Linked DNA regions of Nothobranchius furzeri: region 1 is linked to region 2. Evidence: chromatin contacts called from public Micro-C data. All regions are on one chromosome and are shown on one strand. The core of a region is the stretch at or near the end of the contact, and the rest is flanking DNA. Distances in the headings are between cores, read along the strand shown.

Region 1 (4,860 bases), core at 94-2,593, 190 kb after region 2:
CTTGGTGCTCCGTTGCAAAGTAAGTCAAGCAAAAGTGTTGAATTTCACAGCATAAACCAGTGAGAATGCAATAAATGTTGTCTAAGGAGGAGAAATGTTGATAATGGACTGCCTCTGAAAAAAGCAAAGCACTTAAGCTTATTTTATTGGTTGAAAACCATTATTGGATGTCACAATATCAATGTCAAAATAACAGATTTGACTAATTTCCTGTTAACATAAACTTGGACATACGTTAAGGTCATTGCAGTCAACAAGCAAACAAGAGTTTATTTGGAAAACAAACGGATGGTGCAGAGAAAACGGTGGATAAGCAGTTCTGGAGCTGAAAAAGCTCCAGTTCAGACAGCAATGACGAATGAAGAGACCAAAGACAGAACAGTTCTGTCAGGCATGAATCAGGTGATCTCTAGAGTTGATGAAAAATCCATTTTACTGGATCAAGTCGTATTTTGACAAATTAAATAAAGAAAACTGCTCATTTTTCATCTGTTGCACGAGAAGAACAAGAAGCACAGAATGTCCCTAAAGCCTTTTGAATGTAAATTGTGACTTTTGAACAGGCATCTCCATCAGGAGCATCAAGAGCCCTCCGCTCAGCTGATGGGGAATTGTTGGTGGTTCCGCGTTCCCGGTGTAGGTCACGGGGGGATCGCGCACTCTCAGTGTTGGCACCGAGGCTGTGGAATGAACTGCCTTAAACCGTGCTCCAGTCACCCTCATTGCTGATTTTTAAGTCGTCTGAATACGTATTTTTATGTTATGGCTTTCCAGCGGCAGATGTAGCGTGGCTTCACTGTCCACCATGCAGTGTGGTCTTCTTATTGTGTTTAATGTTTTTTTTACAGTTTTTTACGTGTGTTTCTTATTATCTTCTCGTATTGTTCAGCAACTTGGGCATCCGATAAGGTTGCGGAAGGGGCTTTATAAATAAAGTGAAATGAAAATGAAATAGATGTAAACAACTAAAACTCAGTGTGTGTGTGTGCGTCACGACAAAAATCTGTTAAAGCATTAGTTTTAGTATTCAAATATTTCTCAAAGGCTTTTTAAATTATTAAACTCTAATTTTAACATGCTTTCCTAATCATCCATTCACAGATTTTGTATTTTTTTCTTAAATACAAAGCTGGAATTGACTCTTTTTTTGCTCGTATCCCTGGCATTTGTTTCACAAGTCCATCATCTGGACCGCCATGCTCCATCTCTGACGTCAGGAAGCTTTTTAATGTGAGCATGCAAGCATCACTGTCAGCTCCTGCGTGGCTGTGAGGAGGATGTGGGGGGGCGGAAGTGGGAGGTGGGCCTTACGCTGTGATGTCATGGAGGCTGATGTGTGTGGGGATGCTTGCATCAACAAGTCCTCCTACAGCTGATCAACACACAGGCTCAGTTTGCTGTTTCATCCCTCTCATTTACAGGTGATCAGACATGAAAAGCGCTCCTAGAGAGGCTGATTTAGGTCTAGAGCAACCTCGTCTATCATGGATGCTTTAATAATTCTACAGGTGACAGGTGGTCTGTGATTTTGGAGTCACAAAAATACTTAAATTTGTGTTAGTGTGAGACTGCTGCTGTGAATTTCTGTTTTTATAGAAGTGACTGTAGCTGATTGATCAAAACTACATAAACACACAGCACCATCTGCTGGTAGAAAGGGATAAAAACAAACGCTGACTTTATTAAACTAAAGTTTTCTTAAATCTGCACAAAGCAAACAGATAAACAAGAGTTCCTAAAGAAAGAGGGCTAGTTGTAAACAATTAATATCTTATCTGTTGTAGACCTACAACCTCAGTTTGTAGAAACATGAGACGGCAACCCTTAGAAACTGAAATAATGGAAGAAGAAGAAGAAGAAAATATCATTCTATAGCGCCTCTCAAGATAAAAATCACGAGGCGCTTCACAAAAACAAAAAATGTAAAAATATAAAAAGCATTTAGAAAATGTTTAAAAATATATTTAAATGAGCAAAAATAGACAATTGGGATTTAAAAGAAAAAATGTAAAGAAAGAGAGAGTGAATAGGAAAGAGGGAAATCAGTGGATCCTGAGGAAGGTGGAATAGGTGGGGAGAGCAGAATAAAGAGAGAGTGGTGAAGGTCATACAAAAGCCAGCTTGAACAAGTGAGTCTTCAGCTGCTTTTTGAAGGAGTTCACTGAGTCCACTGATCTCAGGCTCAGGGGGAGAGAGTTCCAGAGTCTGGGGGCCACAGCAGCAAATGATCTGTCGCCTTTGGTCTTTAGCCTGGTGCTGCACAACCAGTAGGCTTTGATCACTGGACCTCAGGGACCTGCTGGGGGTGTAGGGACTAAGAAGATCACCAATGTAAGATGGTGCTTGTCCATGTAAGGCCCTATAGACCAGAACCAGGATCTTGAAATGAACCCTGAAGTTGACTGGCAGCCAGTGAAGCTAGAGGAGAAGCGGGGTGATGTTTGTGTGTTTGGAGGACTTGGTCAGAAGCCGAGCACAGGCATTCTGAACCACCTGTAGACGGTTCAGGGAGGTTCTGCTCAGACACGTGAAAAGAGAGTTACAGTAGTCTAAGCGTGAGGAGATGAAGGTGTGGAGAACTGTCTCAAGTTCAGAGCGAGATAGAATGGGACTCAGCGTAGCAATGTTCCTGAGATGGAAGAAGGAAGAGCGAACAAGAGAACTGACATGAGAATCCAGGGTGAGAGCTGGGTCAAAGGTCACACCAAGATTCCTGACAGAAGGTTTGGTGTGAGAAGCAAGCTGACCAAGAGAGTCTCTGACTTTGGGAACCAGCTTGTCTGGGGCACAGATGAGGATCTAAGTCTTATCTTCATTCAGCTGAAGAAAGCTCCCAGCCATCCAGGTTTTGATAGAGTCTAAGCAGGTGTGTAACAGCTGCAGCTTAGACATCTCATGGGGCTTAAAGGAGATGTACAGTTGGATGTCATCTGCATAAAGATGGTTGAAGATTCCTTTAAAGGAGCTCAGGATGTGCTGAAGAGAAAGCAGATAGAGGAGGAAGAGCAGAGGTCCCAGCACAGAACCTTGTGGGACACCATGGGTAAGAGAGGTTGTGGAGGACCTAAACTTGGAGACGGCCACAGAAAAGGAGCGCTCAGACAGATAAGAGGAGAACCACTCCAGAGCAGATCCTGATAGGCCTACCCAGTCTCTCAGCCTCTCCAATGGCAGGAGATGGTCAACAGTGTCAAAGGCTGCAGTCAGGTCCAGCAGGACCAGAACAGAACAGTCCTCTGCATCACTGTGAGTCAGAAGGTCATTAGAGACCCTAAGAAGAGCTGTTTCAGCAGAATGAGCTCTACGAAAACCTGACTGGAAGCTATCATAGATGTTATGTTCATCAAGAGCAGCTGTGAGTTGTTTAGCCACAACCTTTTTCAAGATCTTGGAGATGAACGGATGTTTAGAGATGGGTCTGAAGCTGCTATGGAGAGAGGGGTCGAGACTCAGTTTTTTAAGAAGCGGGTGGATTACAGAGTTCTTAAAGTAAGCAGGGACCTGACCAGAAACCAGAGAAGCATTAATTATAGAAAGCACTGCAGTAGCATGGCAGTGCTTCTCCATTATCATCTGCTTATCTGGGGTTGGGTTGTGGGGGCAGCAGCCTAAGCAGAGATGCTCAGAGTTTCCTCTCCTCAGCCACATGGGCCAGCTCTTTCAGGGGAATCCCAAGGTGTTCCCTGGCCAGCTGAGAGACATAGTCCCTCGTGTGTGTCCTAGGTCTTCCTTTAGGTCGCCTCCCAGTTAGACGTGCCAAGAAAACCTCAGGAGAGAGGCATCCAGGAGGCATCCTAACTAGATGCCCAAGCCACTTCAATGGGCTTCTTTTGATGTGGAGGAGCAGCGGGTCTACTCCGAGGCTCTCCCGGATGACCGAGCTTCTCACCCTATCTCTAAGGGAGAGCCCAGCCACCCAACGGAGAAAACTTATTTCTGCCACTTGTATCCGCGATCTCGTTCTTTCAGACACTACCCAGAGCTCATGACAGTAGGTGAGGTTTGGAACGTAGATCGACTGGCTCTCTCTTCATCAAAACAGACCAGTACAACGTCCACATCGCTGCACCAAACTGCCTATCAATCTCACGCTCCATCTTTCCCTCACTTGTGAACAAGACCTTAAGATACTTAAACTCCTCCACCAGAGGCAGGACTTCATCCCTGACCTGGAGAAAGCATGTTACCCTTTTCTGACTCAAGACCATGGTCTTGAACTCAGAGGAGCTGATTCTCATCCCATCTGCTTCACACTCGGCTGCAAACTGCTCCAGAGATCACATTCTGATGAAGCCAACAGGACCACATCATCAGCAAAATGCAGAGACCAAATCCCTAGGCTACCAAAACGGATGCCCTCAACACCTTGGCTGCACCTAAATATTCTATTCATAAAATTTATGAATGGAATCGGTGACAAAGGGAAGCATTGGCGGAGTCCAACTCTGGGGATGAGCCCAATATACTTCCAGCAACGCAGACCAAGCTCTGACACTGGTCATACAGGGACCTAACAGCTGTATCAGAGGGCCTGGTACCCCATACTTATGAAGTGCCCTCCACAGGACCCCCGGAGGCCTTCTCCAAAACCACCTTCTCCCAACTAGAAAACACATGTAGATTGATTGGGCGAACTCCCACGCACCCTTCAGGACCCCTAAGGGTATAGAGCTGGTCCAGAGTTCCACGACCAACGCAAAAACCACATTGCTCTTCCTGAATCTGAGGTTCGACGGACCCTCCTCTCCACAACCCCTGAACAGACCTTACAAGGGAGGCTCAGGAGTGTGATCCCCCTGTAGTTGGAATACATCCTGCGGTCTCCCTTTTTAAATAGGGGGACCACCAACGCGGTCTACC
Region 2 (5,251 bases), core at 580-3,079:
AATTTTAATAAATCAATAACCAAATTTTATATTGTTCAGAAGACTCAAAGGTTGTTTTCATCCATAAACTGCCGATAATATCTGAGTGTCTGTGTTTCAGTTCAATGAGGAAACAAGTTTGAAGGATTAAAAGTTTTAATTCTTCAAATTAAACTAATGATTTTGAAAATCGACAAACAGGAAATAACAATCACATTGGCAACTTTTTGGGACAATCTTTTAACAGTTTATATGCTGTTCTTGCTCAAATAGACCTTCTGGTGAACTTATAAGATTGAGAATGTTGTGATTTGTGAGATTGATATGAGGTGCGATGGATGCTTGTGTGCATCTGATTTTGCTTCAGGAAGAAACAGGGGTCTGAGTGAAAAGTGATGGTTTGAATAAACTTAGGAAAACCCATATTTCCTCACGTTACAAACTCTACACTACACCTCTATATATTTTAGCAGCTCTGCTGCCACCTAATGTTCAGTTAAGTACACAACTTTTACAATGCTCCATGTCCATTTACACTTGTGCAGTATAATTAAACTGCCCAACAAATCCAACAATGGTTACCTTTATAATGAGACCAAAGTAATCAAATAGACCTTGTGATTACAGAAATACTCATTACAGGGGGGCGGCAGTAGCTCAGGAGGTAGAGCGGGTTGTCCAGTAATGGGAAAATCACAGGTTTGATCCTGGCTCCGACCAGAGAATGCTGCTGTTGTGTCCTTGGGCAAGACACTTAACCCGCCTTGCCTGCAGGTGGTGGACGGAGGGACAGGTGGTGTCTGTGTTCGGCAGGCCTTTCCTCTGTCAATGCGCCCCAGGGCAGCCGTGGCTACATTATAGCTCATCCCTACCAGCAGGTGAATGTGTGTGTGTGAATGGGTAAATGGCTGATTGTGCTGTGAAGTGCCTTGGGGGGTTGTAGAACCCTGGGAAGGTGCTATGCAAATACAGGCCATGTAAAGTGTGGGTGTGTCATCTGTGCCACACTGACATTATTTGCAATAAAAAAAGGGTTTGGGGAAAATTGTCTTAAATGAGTAAAATGTGATTCTTCAAGATTTAAATAATTACAAATAATTTGATTAATTGGATAACTTTTTTATTGCGTCCCACCCCCTAATCTATACTACTATGTATATGTGTGTGTGTGTGTGTGTGTGTGTGTGTGTATATATATATGTATACACACACACACACACACACACACACACACACACATATATATATATATATATATATATATATATATATATATATATTAGTAAGGAAAACATACATTTATCATAAGAAAACCTATATAATCTCACAGAAAGGACAATTTCTCCTGCATTTTAGTTTATATCCTTGACAGACAAACCAAACACACTTTCTGGGGTCAAGCTATAATATGCACGTCATGGGAAATATAGCTTTTCAGCAAACATAATCAACATCTGTAACCTTTCAGTGACTTTATTCAGTGAGTGCGTTGATTTCCAGACAATGCCCGAGGCTTCTGGTTTGTGAAGTTTGAAATCCGCTGCTGCAAAAAGAAGAGAGGCTGTTTAATGTCACACCACTAGTCTGTTTCTTTATTCACGTCACACACACACACACACACACACACACACACACACACACACACACACACACACACACACACACACACACACACACACACACACACACACACACACACACACACACACTGTTACATTGCACATAATGTCAGAGATTTTGTTGACAGCGTCATTGCCGAAAAACTTTGAATTCAGCGTTTTCCTCTCTTTGAACTCGGCTGTGACTTAGAGAGGCACTAAAGCCCATCATGGAGGGGAGGAGCCAAACACAGAGACAGAAGGAGGGGGCTAAGGTGCTGGAGGGACAAAATGTTCCAATTCAACTCAGACATCACAAAGAGTTAGTTGACGATTTGACTGGGGGGGGGGGGGGGGGGGGGGGGGGCTCAGGGAGCATTGTCCCAGAGAGGCAGAGTGGCTGCAGAGATCAGCTGCTATCTGGAGAGGAAACAAGGAGCGTCGGGCTGCAGTGGGTGTGACTGATTAGATGTGCAGAGGGAGGAAACTTCGGCGCAACTGGGAAGGATGCAGGAGCTTTACGGGACAATGAAACTTTAAATTTAAAGGGACAGAAGAACGTGACAGATGACCTTCCTACACTAAAGCTCACAAGTCTGAAGGAGTGTGAAAGTTTAAATTCAGAGTTTTGACATGTTAAAATGAAAAAAATAAAAACACAAAAGAGATTTGATTTAATTAAAGTGCCAAAAAACATGTGAATCAGTGTAAGTAACTGTCTTCCTGCAGAGATTACACTGTCTGAGTTGCTGAGACACCTGGGGGACCAGAGGATGAATGTCTGCTAAAATGCTATAAAAGTCTGCAGACACTGGGGGGAGTATCAGACTGCTGCTGCTCAGAATGAGTCAAATAGACAGTTTGACACCTGTTTAAATGCAGAGAAATGATCAGTAACAACATTCACTTTTCCTGTTTAAAAATGATGGTATTTATTCTTGTTCTGATGATAAAACAATGCTAAATCTCCGCTTTACAAGTAATTGTTGTAAATTACTCTTAGCTACTAACACGACAAATTTCAGCTCAAAACTGAATGGTTAAAAGCCCCTTTTGTGTTTGCTAAGCTCACCATATTCAAAAGTGTTGGATCAAAAATGATGTTTGTGCATAAAATATGCTGCACACCCAAAACAGTGCACATGATTGCTGTGGAGTTTTGTGCAAAACTATAAGCTTCAAGCACAGAGAGCCTGGTTCGTTAACTAGGCTATGTAATGCTGTTAGCTTTAGCATTGGAAACATATGCTTAAAAAATTTGATGCAAGCAAATCTTAGAAGTAGGAAAACAAGAAAGAGTGGCAGCGAGGGGAACATGAGATCGGCATGATCCAACCATGTGGAGAATCCAGTGTGCAGCAGCTCCATCTCCAAACCGAGTGCTTAGGCTCAGAGGAGAGGTTTGATGTGTGTCACAGTGCACTGCAGTCAAAGTTCGACCAAACCAAACTGAGCAGGATTCTTTCTGCACATTTTTAAACTCACAGTTGTTTTTGTAGAGTATGCGTTACACACAAGTTATTCACAGAGCTCTGCCTCGGTTCTGCCTCTTAAAGATTACCTTCTGAAGGTTTTATTAAAATCTATTCAGTGGTTTGGGAAAGATTTTGCACACAAAGAGAGCTGAGACCTTTGTTTGAATCGGGTTCAATGAGAAATGTTTTCATGTTCTTTCTAAAAATTAGAGCATGCAGAGTGCATGCAGGCTGAACATAAAAATTGTCTTCTACCCCTATTTCCTGCATTAGCCGCAGATAGACAATAGACAAGGAAACACAAAAAAAGAAAAACTAATCAGATCTACAACATGCTGTAAATTAACGTTCGTGGACTCACCCATCTTGGCTCATGACGGGGAAGACTGTTGTCGGATTAGCGTCCAGGAAACAGCAGAGAACGTCTTGGCTGGTTGATGCTGACTGTTAGCATTAGCAACTCCACCACACGGCAGAACTCCTTCAAGTTTATGTATTTTGTGGAGGTAAAACATCAACAATGGAGACTAAATAGAAGCAGTAAGAGAGTCGTGTTGCTGTCGTGAATCATGACTCTAAGGCCCAATCTCAATGATCGCACTGCGCTGCGCCCTGGGGACTTCAGCAAAGTACACTTGGAGAAAGTGCGCTGTAAGTTTTCAAGTGCGTAGTACACAAGTGTGCAAATAATTGCAGAATTGAGACAGGGAGCATTGCGTCATCGATCGCAACGCATGCTAGGATGCTGGTTGCTTTTTCCAAAAACCTTTATTAACAAACAGCCAAACAGTTATTTGAAATAAATTTACATTTATTGCTGCTTTTTCTAAAAAGTTTAGAGCATCAACTAATCGTCCTAAAATTAACTAATTTCATTAGAAAATACATATTATCAGAAAAGTAACTTGAGCATTTTCTCCTGCAGCAATGACTTGTGGGTAATACCCTTGCCAGAGGTTCGTATTGCTGCGGACTTGGGTGAAGTGCAGATTAAGGGCACAGTGGGGGCGTGGTCAACTTCCGCTCTTGAGAATCGGGACACCCTACGCACTTGCTGTCACGTTGAGGTGGGGGTGGCGGCGGACCATGTGTGGTGCAGCTCACCAGGAGGCAGGAATGCAGGCTCGGATAACATAAAAATGGATTTAATAACAGAGGGTACAGCAGGAATCAACAAGACACTACAATGATCCGACGAGGGACACATGAAGACGGGAGGTATAAATACACGGGGAACAATCGGGAACACATGGGCAGGTTAACAAGGGGCAGGTGAGACCAATAAACAACTGATCAGGGGCAGGAGAGAGTAGGAGTCAGAGGGAGGTAGGAGCAGATCGTGACAATACCCCCCCCCCCCCCCCCAAGGGGCAGATACCAGACGCCCACAAGACCCACATAACTCGGAAGACCAGGGGACCAGGGATCCAGAACATGGAGGCACAGGGGCCTCAGAACGAAGACACAGGAACACTGGAGACTTGTGACATAGACTCAGGAAACTCGGGGAAACACTGAAGACTCGGGATCTAGGGGGCACTCTGCAGACAAAGGGACTCTGGAGACTCTGGGAAAACTCTGGAACTCGGGAACGTGGGACTCTAGAACTTGGGAAGGTAGAACTCTGGAACTTGGAATTCTGGAACGTAGACTCGGGAATGTAGACTCGGGGAACTCGGAAACGTAGACTCGGGAACTCTGAAGAGGCTGCAGCAGCGGGACTCTGAAGAGGCTGCCGCATGGAGGACCTGCAGGCGTAGACCCTGCAGATGAAGACCCTGCAGGTGAAGACCTTGCAGGCGTAGATCCTGCAGGTGTAGGCCCCGCAGGCGTGGACCAGGAAGTTGATGTACTGAGGCAGCGACGCGAGGAAACCAGGATCAGAGCAGGTGCACATAACGATCCGCTGGGTCCACAGGCAGAGGCTCGGGTGAAGGGAAGCGGAAGAGGAGCGGGGAGACCAGCCCTACCACCCCGGAGAATGTTGGCGTGCGTAGGGGGTGTAACTCCACCAAAACTCCAGGACCTGCTGCTTCCGTGGAAAAAACAGGACGGGGCGGACAGCAGGAGAGGAGAATGGGTTCGACCACCCCGGAAACAGGTAGGATGCGCCGAAACCCCTCGAGTCGGATCTCCTTCCGCTGGACGGAGACAAAGCAAAAAAAACAAATAATCCTCCAGGCAGATGTTAAGCTCACC

Evidence for each region. Hi-C and Micro-C count contacts between places; a contact is called where the count stands out from the background.
Region 1: a contact with region 2 is called in a Micro-C map of tail fin, with 5 times the contacts expected there. The contact joins two enhancer-like sites. A contact is called at or near these places in 2 of 2 Hi-C or Micro-C datasets (skeletal muscle and tail fin).

The regions. Positions count from the first base shown.
Region 1 is chr12:53,416,773-53,421,632 of NfurGRZ-RIMD1, forward strand. No RefSeq gene overlaps it. Among protein-coding and RNA genes, the nearest start is that of spag9a, 60 kb to the right of the region's middle. Within about 2 kb of position 1,344, at least 2 of the 3 cell types and tissues checked have an H3K27ac peak or open chromatin away from gene starts, as enhancers often do. A contact at or near this core is called in tail fin, where this site is marked.
Region 2 is chr12:53,226,567-53,231,817 of NfurGRZ-RIMD1, forward strand. No RefSeq gene overlaps it. Among protein-coding and RNA genes, the nearest start is that of LOC139062285, 9.7 kb to the right of the region's middle. Within about 2 kb of position 1,830, at least 2 of the 3 cell types and tissues checked have an H3K27ac peak or open chromatin away from gene starts, as enhancers often do. A contact at or near this core is called in tail fin, where this site is marked.